Regions from separate parts of the Ostrinia nubilalis genome. Here region 2 is linked to region 1. A link is a contact called in public Hi-C data. All regions are on one chromosome and are shown on one strand. The core of a region is the stretch at or near the end of the contact, and the rest is flanking DNA. Distances in the headings are between cores, read along the strand shown. Region 1 holds the start of LOC135078867 (FAS-associated factor 2). Region 2 holds the start of LOC135078642 (sentrin-specific protease 8).

Evidence for each region. A called contact is a pair of places that touch in the nucleus more often than the background predicts.
Region 2: a Hi-C map of whole larva shows a contact between it and region 1, with 7 times the contacts expected there. The contact joins the promoter of LOC135078642 here to the promoter of LOC135078867 in region 1. A contact is called at or near these places in 4 of 5 Hi-C or Micro-C datasets (whole body and whole larva).

Annotation. Positions count from the first base shown.
Region 1 is chr15:7,987,747-7,994,991 of ilOstNubi1.1, forward strand. It overlaps LOC135078867 (FAS-associated factor 2), which reads left to right and starts at 4,631. Exons shown (of 8, transcript XM_063973433.1): 1 at 4,631-4,958; 2 at 5,046-5,298; 3 at 5,549-5,732; 4 at 6,022-6,138; 5 at 7,121-7,245. The coding sequence starts at 4,824. LOC135078479 reads left to right here and starts at 905. Exons shown (of 4, transcript XM_063973025.1): 1 at 905-1,366; 2 at 1,447-1,615; 3 at 3,719-3,916; 4 at 3,994-4,171. The coding sequence starts at 1,185. The coding sequence ends at 4,149. LOC135078866 reads right to left here and starts at 706. Exons shown (of 5, transcript XM_063973431.1): 1 at 561-706; 2 at 33-389. The coding sequence starts at 587.
Region 2 is chr15:8,125,872-8,132,996 of ilOstNubi1.1, forward strand. LOC135078642 (sentrin-specific protease 8) reads right to left here and starts at 3,887. Exons shown (of 2, transcript XM_063973170.1): 1 at 3,647-3,887; 2 at 3,290-3,498. The coding sequence starts at 3,887. The coding sequence ends at 3,290. LOC135078871 (cytochrome b5 reductase 4) reads right to left here and starts at 4,491. Exons shown (of 10, transcript XM_063973438.1): 1 at 4,254-4,491. It overlaps LOC135078874 (fatty-acid amide hydrolase 2-A-like), which reads left to right. Exons shown (of 6, transcript XM_063973446.1): 3 at 126-258; 4 at 814-938; 5 at 1,445-1,579; 6 at 1,846-2,792. The coding sequence ends at 2,621. It overlaps LOC135078869 (cytochrome c), which reads right to left. Exons shown (of 4, transcript XM_063973435.1): 4 at 7,031-7,125.

The DNA.
Region 1 (7,245 bases), core at 3,381-5,880:
ATACTAAAATTAGAAAAGTAAACAAAATTTACCTGTGAAAGTAATTCCATTTGGCCTACTGACTCATCTTTATTTTCTCTAAAGCTACCATTCAAGAGGCCTGCTGGCCCAGGAAATTTTCGTTTGCTCTTATGATCAAAATAGGAATCTATTATTTTTCTTTTCGTGTGCTTTGGAGAAACTTCACTATCACTTTTTCTACTGGAGCTCTCTGTTTGTTTACATGAAATGTCTTCAACATCTTTGATTAAATCAATTTTATTGTCCGATTCAATGGTTGATGCATTAAAAGTATTAGATTGGGGTTTTCCAACGTTTTTGGTACTTTCAATTACAGTTTTGTCTTCAGTATGAGATGAAACATCAGGCAGTTCAAACTGGGACAAAATCTAAAAGAAAACAACAGCACAAGGATTAGATTAGGATTTAGGACTCATACTTATTTTTCTCCACGTTGAATGAAATATTATTTTAAAGCAAAATAGGGTCAGAGTACTTAAAATTTTATATGTTTCTATCTAAGGAAAATTTACTGAGTAGGTTACAAAAATAATATCAACCTGATCATAGTCATCTGACTCGAACATTTTGATGTAAGATTAGTAACGAAGTTACTTGCATTGAAATGCAAGGCTTTTAATTTATTTAAAACTTTGAAAAATATTAATTTCCTTCTTTTATAGTACAACTACACCGGGAACCAACAAACAACTTTATTTGACAGCGTATTGACAATATTGACATTGACAGATGACTGTCAGTTTTTTTTTAATAGAGAGACGACAAATCTTCTGGTACGAAATGATATCGATTAATTACCTATCAATATGATACGATACGATAACTATACGATAATTTAAACCGTAAATTTTTCTTTTTCTATACAGGCTGTTTAATTCTATCAAATCAAAGTTAAGATGGTCATGATAATCATCAGTGTGAGTAAAAAATAAATAATAAATACGTGTTCGGGCATTGCGGATTGTATTTATTACATAATGACTCCTTTCTGTTGAACAGAAAAAAAAACTGAGAAATAATATATTTTCACAAGTCATGTAAACTGTCAATTATCGTCAATCAAAATAAATTTAAAAGTTTGGACGCGGGTAAATTTTTTATTAATTTACATAAAACTTGGTGCATATTTCAAATAATAAACACAAATTCCTTCAAATTGTAAAATGGCTGTATTCGATGTTTTTGATCCACTACGTGGTATTACTCCACGTTTTACTGAAGATCAATTAGCCGATATCATTGAGTGGTTCGATAGCACTGCAAAACCTTTATTATCAATTAACGATGGAGAGCCAATAAATGTAATAAGTGTTGAAAACCTAATAAAATATTTAGAATTGAAGAAGTATCGTATCAAGAATTGTCTAATCTTTATTTATTTTTTCTGTAAATTCGTTTTATTTTTGTGAAATTTCAATGTTTTAGATTTCATAAGAGAAGTTTTCATTACCCTTCATATGCAGAAATTATGACTGAAGTTGAAAAATTAAAAGCTGGTGTATTTAGAGCATTGACTAAGGAACAAGTTATTTATATGTTAGACAAATGGGTGTTGGAAACAAACCTAAAGCACGAGCTGAGACTTGCTTTTAAGGTTCGTTCACACAATTATACAGGGTGTATTTTGATGCCTAGTCAAGAGGCTATGTTTAATTGGCTTGAATTTCAACCAAAAAATGTTAAAATCATTTAGGGTCATTTCGCCTGTTCGCGTCCATCGCCCAATTCGCGTCCATTTTGCCGATCTCCTTTTAAAAATCCTCGAAAACAAGTCAACTAACACACCAATCAAACGAAAAGTAATTACCGCTAATACGTCAATGTATAAGAGGCACGCACACATAGACAAAAGTCCTGTGCGTCCAACCATTCCTGTTTAGAAAAATAGTTAGTCTCGGCTGTTCAACAAGGAAGCTCACACGCGCTGCATGTTTAGATAAAAATTAGTGTGCAGCGGCGTGTTTGATGGTAAGTTTTATATTGTTTTATGTGAATTTTAGGATAGATAGCTATTTCTACAGTTTAATGATGAAAAAAGGTATAATGTTTATTATGAATTTGGTAATGTTTTTTATATTTAACGAATAAAATAAGGTGGACGCGAATTACTACATCGATTTTACAAAACTTCCACTTTGCGTCCACAATGGACGCAAACTATACCTATCCTCTATAATAATAAACCAAATTGCGTCCACTGTTTTCGTTAAATACTTGCTTATAAAAAAAAAAAACATACTGTTTAATATTAATTTGTATAGGTAAGGTCATTTTAAGAATACAAGTTCGCCCATCTGACCCTAAGTGAGCTACTTTTATTTTAATTGATATTTTTGTTTTTGTTTAATTTTTTCCAAAATTTGACCTAAAAACATGCCTACTTTTTTTTCTCGCGTGTTTTTAACCGCTTTTGTTATTTGATATTAATATCGAATATGCCTTTAGTCAAATAAATTCAATTTCAGATTCAGATAATGATTGGATAGCTAGTTACGAGCCGCGAAAGTTTAACAAAGGTACAAACCACGATAAAAATTTCAACTTGGAATTCGATTTAAAAAAAATTAAAGGTGATAGTAGATTGCCAATGATCTTAAAAACATCTCTAGCTTCTCTTCTTTCCAATGATATGTCACGTCATGTAGTAATTAGATATTGAAATTCGTCAAAAATTCAAAGTTTAGGGAAGAAAATGGAACAATAATACAAAAGTAGTTGAATGGCTTCTTAACATTTCTAAATGTGAATTTCCAGTAAAAAGCAAGTGTTTGGCCAGAAATAAAGAATTTTTTACTTAAACCAATGTTGAGAAGAATTATTTTTATTTTTGAAAGTGAGTTTTAAACGATGATAATGTTGATTTTCAACCGACTTCAAAAAAAAGGAGGAGGTTCTCAATTCGACCCGTATGTTTTTTTTTCTTTTTTCTATGTTTGTTACGCGATAACTCCGCCAATTATGAACCGATTTGAACAAATCTTTTTTCTACGTATAGGTAATACCTCAAGGGTGGTCCCATTTAAATTTAATAATAGAAAAAACAACCCCCAAGGGTGGAAAATTGGGGATGAACTTTTTTATACGCAATATCTCCGCCGATTATAAATCAATTTGAACGATTATTTTTTTGTTGAATAGGTATTATCAAAAGGGTGGTTTCATGCGAATTTGAAGAAAATATTTCACCCCCAAGGGTGGAAAATTGGGGATGAACTTTTTTATACGCAATATTTTCAATTTTTAGTTTTTTTTCCTGTTCACGCATTTGAAGTCGGTTTTATTTTTTTAAAAAGTTAATTATTAATAATTAAGTTTATTGTTAAATAAAGAAATTGTTCAAATACAATCTTTCTTTATTAATTGTTAAAAATATCACCCCTATATTCCTTTTCTAAGCTGCTGGACGCTAAATGGTCCACGGGTGGACGCAATTAGGATTTTGTGGACGCAAACTGGGTATAACGCCTAATTCTGAAGTTTATCTATTTAAAAAGAAAACGCAAGATGTTTCTAATACAACTGAAAGTTAATCTTAAAATAGAATATATAATGAACACATTACACAAAATTGTCATAAAAATTAGTGCTGGGGCATTTTTATTATCGCCGTCAAACTTGCCAACTGCACTAAATGGACGCGAACAGGCGAAATGACCCTATTTAGTTAACATAATGCTCCATGTTAAATGTTTTACAGGTGTTTGATACAGAAAAAAGGGACTTTCTAGAAATTGATGAAATTCAAACCATTGTCACGCAGTATGGAGATATATTTGATGCGGATGAAACCAGAGAGATGCTCCGAGATGCTAATGTTCGAGGTGATGGAAATGTATTTTATGAAGATTTCATAGAAAGCATGTTTAATCTGGCACCAGAACTTAATGAAATCAAGGTACCTAACACGACACAAAGGTCTTATGTTAACAGTGCTTATGGGTGTATTTCAATGAAAATTATCTAAACTTTCAGACGGAATACTTATACGAAGATCCAAATGAAGACCCATCCGTACCACCTGATCCTGTTATTGAGGAGGAGGAACCACCGCCGCCACCTGCAACGCCACCTCCACCGCCACCACCGCCAGCAGCACCAGCAGCAGCTGCAAAGAAGGGAAAGAAATAATAAAGTCAATAACACAACACAACTCATGTTTTTTACTGCGACCCATACTTTATTCATTTTATTCCTCAAATCGTCAGCCGTTTGATGTAATAGTTTGTAACGGACTACTTACTATGCCAGAGGTCGCGGGTTTCCCGCACAACAAAATATTTGTTTTCTAGTTTTTTTTTATCTGTTAGTTTTATTTCATAATACGGACATAGCGCAAGTTCTACACACACAGAACACGCTCTACACATTTTAGAGACAAGCAACGAAACGAACAATTATTATTAAAAATCAATGAAAATAAAAAAGGACTTTGAACTGTATCAAGTTTACAAAGTTAAAAAAATCTTAAATAAATGCTCCATTCATTAGCTTTTGTATCTATGATGATTCGCTTACGGTTGGGTTACGGTTTTTTAATGTTTTGGTAACAACACTATGAATGGATGACATGTCATTCGTCATTTTACTTCTCATTCATTCATTCATTCATACCGTTTTGGTTGTTGGTTGGTTGGTGATATTTAAGAATTTGCATCAAAATAATACGATTTTCCCGTAAAGTGATTGAAAGTTCCAATTAAATATGTACTGATAAGAATATTCATGTAGGCTTATATACTGTACCCTATTTTAGTTAGTTGCTATTTAAATTGTTAAATTAGGATACCCACCAAGCCAAAGCAATGGATCTTGAAGACAATGCTTTGGGTTTGACCCATGAACAAACTGATAAAATACTTCAGTTTCAAGATTTAACTGGCATAGAAGACATGTCGATATGCAGAGATGTTTTGCAGAGGCACCAATGGGACTTGGAGGTAAATGTGATTTGTCAATTTGAAAGTTGTTATTTATTTTGTAGGTCAATCTGTTTAGTTTTGTTCTTATGTGTTTTTCGTTCGTAGGTGGCGATTCAAGAGCAGTTAAATATAAGGGAAGGTCGGCCATCGGTTTTCGCTACCGAGGCGAGGGCGCCGCCCGTGGTGCATGACCACATAGCACAGCAAGTGTTCACTGACGAGCCCTCGGAAGGCCCAGGAGGCGGCGTCCGCGGTCTCTTGCGCTATATGGTTAACTTCGTTGTGTCAATGTGCTATAGCACATTATCTTCCGTTATAAACTTGTTGCTGAGCTTCATAAGAAATGATGATAGGCGATGTAAGTATTCAGACTGTTTGGCACAGATTTCAGTCCTAGAATTAATTGTACCTGAAGCGCCAAAATTTGTTGCAAATTAAGTAAAGATATAAAATTGAATTACATTAACAAATTCTAATAAGAATCCTAATAGAATAAGTATTGCCCTAGTACTGGAAAGACCTTATAAATGACATAACTAAACCTACTGTGAACAGTATAATGCTCCTTTTCTATTCAAATCCTTCATAATCTCCCATTATTGTTGCAGTGGTGACTGACCCACTAGGGGACGTGATGGGCTTCATAAACAACTACACGTCGAGGTTCAACCCTCACCCAGTGTTCTACCAGGGCACATATGCCCAGGCTCTCAATGATGCCAAGAATGAACTAAGGTTCCTCATTGTATACCTCCACTCAGAGTCTGCTACTGAGACACAAAACTTCTGCAGGTATGTTTGTCTCAATTCATGTGGTACATTGTGCAGTATGTTTCAATATTAAATTCTGCCACAAAAGAGTTATAAATACAGATGTTTAGTTGACTCATAGGACCTTTAATTGTCTTTTTAGACCAAGTAATTTAACATCAGAAGTTTTGATAACAGACAGACTGCTTTCTTTCTTGGGTCATGTGTTATATTAGACTAAGTATCTAAATATCTTGAAGTTTTGATAACACAATCCTTTTTCTTCAAACATGACATGTGTTTTCTGTGACATGACTTATTTTATTTTCAGGACAACCCTGGCAGACCCTGAAGTCATCCAATACATTAATACTCATGCCCTGTTCTGGGGCTGCTCGGTTGAGACAGCCGAGGGCTGGCGCGTGGCGCAGTCTGTAGGCGGACGCAGGTATACCTTTAGTCCATATTTTTTTATCTTTGGTCTATCTTCTAGCAATAGACTTTCTTTGGCTGAAATGATCACACCTTAGCTTCAAGGTAGTGTGTTTTATTTTAAAACACAATGGAGTGATAAAAAAATTACTTCTGTTTGGCATTGAGTAAAGGTTTTTTTGTTATGATAAACTTTGAATAATCCTTATTAGCGAAACCAGTGTGCTCAGAGGCTATTAAAAAAGAAAACCAATTATCATGAATACTGATGTTCGTCGTGTTCTGCGGCTACTCCAAAACGCTGTTTACGTACGTGCTGTTGGGTCTATCTGTTACCGTGGCTCATGCTAGCATCTTGTTTTTCGTGAGAGGGATGGCAACATTCGATACTTCGGTCAATGTTTTTCACAGTAGCTCCGCTGATTGACTTATATTTACTACTAGCGGCCGCCCGCGACTTTGTACGCGTGGATCCCATTTTACCCCCTAGGGGTTGAATTTTGCAAAATCCCGTTTTAGTGAGCACCTACGTTCTAAAAGGAACCCCCAGAGACTTAGCACTTGTAGTTTCTGAGATTTCGTGATGAGTGAGTCAGTCAATCAGTGACCTTTTGCTTTTATAGATATAGATTAAACGTGTTTTTCTTTAAGTTTATTGATTGGACTTTCAAATAACACCAGTATTGTTGGAGAACCATTTTTGTTTAGAAGAAAATCTTAAATAAAAGTAACTGTCGCGGGTGCGATTTATTTGACGCCGGGTGTATGTATTTATGAGCATTGTTCGCAGGTGCCCTCTGCTATGCGTGGTGTGCGTAGTGATGTTACCGATTGATGATAATCTCTGTTTTGCTCAAGGTCAGCTGGTAGAGAATGACGTATGGCATTAAGCTCGCCTTTTTGTACGGAACATTGTTGTGTGTGCAATAAAGTCTTTAAATAAATAAATGAATAAATAAAAAAAAAATAAAAAATAAACTTAACGGCAATGTTGGCAGGTACCCGCTGCTATGCGTGGTGTGCGTGCGCGAGCACCGCATGACGGTGGTGGCGCGCAGCGAGGGCGCGTGCTCGGCGGCCGCGCTGCTGCAGCGCCTGCGCCGCGTCGTCGCCGACAACGAGC
Region 2 (7,125 bases), core at 2,637-5,136, 140 kb after region 1:
TCGTGCCAATCTATCATAAAGCTCTCTTAACAACTGACTCACAGATCAGGGGTGATTTTCGAGTGTTTATTAGAGGCGTGAGGTTTATGTATTAAAATTATTGTATACTTATTTTGTGATTTTAGGGCTCCACCACACTTCGGGCGTGGTGCTACGCAAGGACGTGATCGCTGACCGAACAGCGGACGTCATCAGGATCTTACAAGAAAAGGGCGCCATCATCATCGGCCTCACTAATGTACCTGAACTTTGCATGTGGTATGTAAAAACAGTTTTATGTTTAAGATTATCATGTAAATCCTCCGTTTGCAATCCCTCGAGTTTAAATATGACTTCAAAAAGTGTCCGTGTCCTTACGCTTGAACGCGATTCATTGGCATTCTCTTGTTGTTTAAAACTAAACCGACCGGTCCATGTGTGTTTAGCATAGGTAAAGAATACCTACCAAGTCTTTTATGGAAACCAGTTTTATTATGTTAACTAACCTGTTATGGAGTCTGCTTGTATAACATCTCCTATTACAATCCAGTAAATTGGTAAAACTGCTTAAAATAAAAATCTTCACTTTATTTTCCAGAGCAGAACAATATTAGGACCGTTGAAATAAAAATTTTAATAGGAATTTCAGACCAATGAAAATTGAGACCTCTCTTTTAACTAAGGATTTGCGTGGAAGGAGACCGTTGGTTTTTCTCTGTCATTTGGTTTTTGCCTGTTTAGCTGGATTTAAATTAAATTTAAAAGTAGCCTTATTAACAGAACATCAGGTATTAATAAGCGTAGCTTCTCATTCGCTTTTTCACTATTTTTCAGGTGGGAATCGCACAACCATTTATATGGTAGAACGAACAATCCGTACAACACGACGAGGATAGTAGGTGGGTCTTCAGGAGGAGAGGGCACTATACAGGCTGCTGCTGGAAGCATCTTCGGAGTAGGTGAGTTTGGGACAGCGAAAGAGATGAAATGAGTTTTAAGGCATGGTTCAGACACAGCAAAAATGGCGCGGTGACTGAGCAGTTCTCTTACATTTGCATCAAACCAAAGCTGTACGGTTACCGGCTCAGTGCTTTGGGAATGAGAACTATTCAGAAACCGCGCGGTTTAGTTTTAAAAGTTGTCACTGATTTAAAACATTCATCTAATCTGAAAAGTATTTTACTGACTCATTTTTTAACAAACGAATGAATTGGCAAAATTTAATCTACTCACGTTTACGCTGTTATTGCTTACATATTAATTTAATGATCTTTTAATTTTATCAGTAGGTATTATTATTTGACATGAGTGGCTATAAATGTATAGGCTATCTGATATGACTCTTAAATAAGTTACAATCGCTACAGATGCATGCATAGTAAAATTACTGATTTGTTTGTACACTACTGATAATACTTTAATTACTCTTCTTTTTTTGATTAATTACTATTGTTTTTCTTTTCAGGTTCTGATATCGGTGGTTCAATTCGGATGCCGTCTTTCTTCAACGGTATCTTTGGACACAAGCCTTCTAGGCACATAGTCTCCAACGACGGGCAGTTCCCTGAAGCGGAGACGGAGCTTCATAATTCTTTCTTAGGTAATTTGTTATCAACTAGATAAGGCGAAGATATAAGAATGTGATGAGAAGGTCTTAAAATAATAATCTAATAGAGTGGGATTTTAAAACTACGAAATTTTGTTTTTAGCTTCAGAGCATGTAGTTAAGAGACATTTGTAAATATGCCACAGTTTATTTAATGTTTTATGGATTAAGATTAATAGTAGCATTATAGACTGTAGGTACTTTAAAGGGCAAATGCTCCAGGGATTTTCTATCAATGAATTTCTACGACTTTTTTGCAGGTATTGGCCCAATGACGCGATACGCATCAGACTTAAAACCACTCCTGAATATTATGGCCGGCGAAAACAGCAGCAAATTGAAACTTAATGAAGCCGTAGATGTCAGCAAACTTAAGGTGTACTACCAATTCAGCAGCAAGGAACCTTTGGTTGATTCAGTTGACCCAGACATCATTGCCGCTATGAAGAAATCCGTGGAATTCTTGAAGGAGAAACATAATGTTAACACAGAAGAGAAGAAAATTCAACTACTAAAAAAATCTTTGCCAATATGGATGAATACGATGAAGAGAACGAAGAAATACGAGGAAAACATTATGGAAAAGAAAGGCGTGTTCGCTATTATCGTTGAGATATTCAAGAATATTTTTGGCTGCTCGGGCAACACTTTAATTGGGTTAGCCACAGCGCTGTCGGATCACACAGGAGCGGAATACGGGGACGCAAAGTACAAATACCACGTTGAACTGAAAGATAAATTGGAAAAGGAGTTCAAAGAAATGCTTGGCGACGATGGAGTGTTTTTGTATCCGACACATCCCACGCCAGCGCTGTATCACAACGAGCCTTTGGCACGACCTTTCAATTTCAGTTACACCGCAATAATTAACTGCCTTGGACTGCCTGCTACGAATATACCTCTAGGGTTGGGACGCGAAGGTCTTCCGATTGGTATTCAGGTAGTCTCAAATCACAACAACGATAGATTCTGCTTTGCTGTCGCCGAAGAACTAGAAAAAGCGTTCGGCGGCTGGGTCGAACCTATAAAATCTTAATTTGCCTCAGATCTTTTTTTAACAAGTGATCCTATTTCATACAAGTAATCTATATTCTACTACTTATATTTTTATTTATTTTTCTAAATGATGTTTACGGCTTTCGGTGTAAATCTTATTTCTTAAATAAATGGTGAATCAAGCATAATAAAATTGGCTTGAATAATTTGATGCTATTATTTTATTTTATAAAAAAAAATATCCTTTATTGCAATCAATATTAGGATCAATTTGGGAAACCCCATCAATTGCATCAGACAATGAGACTAGTAGTACCTAGTTGTTATTTAATAAAGAGATAGTTAGTCATACCTGCCCTGTTATAATTCCAGAATTAGCAGAATACTTCGCTCTTAGAGGCGATTGCGAAAATGAAGCTGTCACAAATGTAACTTTGTCTAGGAGGCTGTTCTGCTCGTCGGCAATTTTACGAGATTTTAGCAAAAGTAAAGAGAATCGCTTATCGCGTATGGTATACTCTAAAATTAAGTAACTAGTATGAATTGATTCTATTATTAGCCAATTTATCGCGTTTGAAATGGAAAGTCAAGCAAAAGAATTTGGTTGTGAGAATTTAGATTTTAACCTTTATTATAAATATTAGTTAACATAAACACCAACATAACAATATATTAACACCAATTATCTAGTTTCAAGACACCAAGTTATTAATCTGAATTAGACAAGTTATGAATAATGTTAATAATTTCTTTCCTCTTAGCACTTGGGTTGATTTTGACTAGCATGTCGCATGTGCCAATGTGGCCATGTTTGTGGGCACAATCGGCCAACCGCTCGGTATTACAAATGACGTGAATTCCACAGTCGTATCCATTACTCTGCTGAAGACATTCCTTATCTACGAAGTTGACAGCCTCTGTAAAAAGAAATGAAATAAAGTAGAAAGAAAAATAGTTTATTTAGTTCAAAATAGTCAAATTCAATGGTCTTTGTTACTTCATTTTTAATAGCAAAGGGAAAATGATGTCTGCCTAATAAGTTATACAGAATAGAATAAATCTTACCTCCTTTTGAAAAGTAAGTAATCAAATGACTGGCAAATTCCCATGCTACATTATGATTGCTTCCAGATGAAGAGTCCAAGTGGTAGAAACAGCTTTCTGGTTTGGAATAAACGAGGAGACTCCAGTGCGATCCACCAGCCGTGTCCGGAGAGTCATTGTCGTTCAGTGCAAAAAACACAAATCTCTTTCTATTGATATCAAGCGGCTCCAAGAAGGTTTTAATCTCATTAGTCTCCACCATTTTAATACATTGTGTGACTTCAGGCGAAACAAACAGTAACTCACTGGCACCACTGAACAAAATCCGTTCTAGGTATTCAAAATAAAATGATATAATCGTATCGTTCAGCCAATAAGGCCCATCCAAAAGCTCTACATCTGACCGATGCAACAATATCTCATGGAAGCTCAATACAACTGATGCTTTAGCCATTTTAACGCATAATTATTTAAACTTCTTCAATAATGTAAACTTGATCCCGTTATGTATGATCTGATAAGTGAGAAAAATATAACAGAACAATAAAAACATATAAGAAGTGTAATGTAAATAATAAATAGATTTTAAAATAACGTAATACACACACAGAATGCAAGCACAACTTACCAAAATAGATCAACTTGTCTCATTTGTATGACTTAACTCAAAATCACATTAAATTTTTCTAAATGAATTTCACTGTCAAAAGTAATCAGAAACTTATAATGAATGGAGTTTAATTCGTCCTTGTATTATTACAGGATTACTGGCCCATAAAATTATGAAATCAAAATAAATTCATCCACATTATCACCACACCAAAAACCAGTCCAAGAAATTTCTTTTTGCATGTGTCAGTGTCATGTCATCTTGTCACTGTTATTAATGTCAAAAATGACAGGTGTCATTTGAGTGACATTACATTTTTTAATTTAGAGATAGTACGGTACCTGAACCAGAAATATCGGTTTAGTCTCTGGCTGGCATGGCCCTTGACATCATCGTATCGGGTTCGTATCGATGTTGTTTTATTAATTTGATGGTCAAAGATTTATTCAATCAATAGAGATAGGACATAATAGCTTGCATGAGATCACAAATTTATGAGATGCGAACCACAAGTTACTCTATGATGCGAACTTGCGAAGATTCAAGATTGAATTCAAGACGTACGAGGTGTGTTCAAAAAGTAAGGTGACTTTGTATTTTTAAGAAAAAATATTTATTTATTTATCAATATTTATGTTGTCCCCTTCAAAGTAATCCCCCTCAGATACAATACACTTATGCAAACGGTTTTTCCAATCCTCAAAGCACTTCTCATAAGCACTTTTCGGTATAGCCTTTAGCTCTTCCAGCGATGCAGTCTTTATCTCCTCAATCGTTGCAAATCTCCGTCCTTTCATAGGTTTCTTTAATTTTGGGAACAAGAAAAATTCACATGGGGCCAAATCCGGTGAATATGGTGGCTGAGGCATGATTGTGGTGTTGTTTTTAGCCAAAAAATCTCTCACAAGCAAGGATGAGTGAGCAGGGGCATTATCGTGATGCAAAAGCCATGAATTGTTTTTCCAAAACGTTAGAAAAAAATTCATGGCACGAGCCAAGCGATATGCCGATATCCTCAGCAACTTCTCTGATAGTGATTCGACGATTTTCCAAAACAATTTTCTTCACTGCTTGATCGTTTTCATCAGTTATTGACGTTCTTGGGCGTCCAGGCGAGGCTCGTCATTGGCATCTTCCCGGCCATCTTGGAAGAGTTTGAAACATTTTTTTTTACTCAGAACAGTTTCACCGTATGCCACTGTCAACATTTCAAGTGTTTCGGAGCATTAAATTTAAATTTTTTTACACAAAATTTGATGCAAATCCTTTGATCCATATTTTTCGATAGCAAAAAATCGCCGAGCACGCAAAACACTTATAACCTTTACGCCTCTCACAACCAAACAAAAAATGCTATACACTTGAAACTTGGTACAGATCACAGATATGGATAGATGCAGCATGTGTCAAAAATTGTATGAAGCCGAGCGTGCCACTTTTTAAACGTCATTAGTGTCATTTTAGCTAATTTTAGTGATTGCCGCAACGTAAAAGTAATCGTATCATCGTATTGCATTCGCAAAGTCATCGAATGATATCGTGTGACTCGATTCGAAAATTAATTAATTCCTATAAAACTGATATTTTGTTAAATTTATAGCTAGTCTGACTGTGGATTAAAATAATTTTGTAGCGGTACACGTTATTCTACAATTCTACATTATTAATTTGCAAATAATGTTATTATTTTTGTTGTGCCTAATGTTTATGAAAGTAATGATCGTTATTCCATTATGTTAAATAGTACTACTAGTAATTCATACTTAATTCCATACTTTTAAATATCCTAGTAAGTAAATGACATAGTTTCATAAAATAAAGACTATTTACTCAAGCTTTTTATTTTTAATAAAATAATGTAAAAATGCGTAGTTTTGCCAATACGTTTTCTTTCATAAAGCCAAGTCAGGTACCTAGTTTTGAAGATATTTCTAAACGACAAAATCTCGGCCGTCGTATACATAGACTAATAATAGTGTATACTGCGATCACTGACCTAACTTCTTGATTTGTATATTTCGACGTTATACAGTGCACTCTGTCTTCCGCGATCACTGATCTAACTTGTTTTATAATTCTTCTACTGCTACTTTATTCTAATTAATTACATATTTGTTACTCGTTGCTGTTAATTACAATTCTCAATCCGTAAATAATTTCTTCTCTCTACCGTGTTCGTACTATCCTCGTAAAATCATCGTATCCGATTGTTGTAATCGGATTACATGAACATCACTCGACCATGTATGTCCATTTGGACTTATCGGAATGGCACGCTTTGACTAGCAACTTGCTGTATCTACTCTAATCCATATCTGTGGTACAGATGTTCGGGAAGAGTGTACCAACATAACAAAATAAAAAAATCGATAATCGAAAGTACGTTGCCCGGGAAATTTGAAAAGTCACCTTACTTTTTGAACACACCTCGTATTTCATCCTTTAGTAGTCACATCAGTCACATTCACTCTTGAGTATTAATCATAATTACAAATAACTGTAATAAAATTTTGATTAATTTGGAATTAGGTACAATAACTGGCCCTCCAAATTTCTAAATGTTTGTGGCAAAACTTAATAAGTTTTGCATTGCATGCCGAGCAATGTAAGTTAAATGCTTTATAATATAAAGCATTTAACTTACATTGCTCGGCATGCAATCGATGCAATAGTAATTTGATGATTCACACCACTGCAAACAATCATGTTCTGTAGTAGACAGAGGTACTTTTAGATATAATAATGCTGCTATTTCCTAAAAAAACAAAAAAAGGGAATGCAAAAACAAAACAAAATTTTTATGTATGAACTTAAAATTCTTTATTTAATTTTAATTTATTTTAAATAGTATAATTTAGGTAACATTTCGTTAGATTAGTTTGGTAAATAA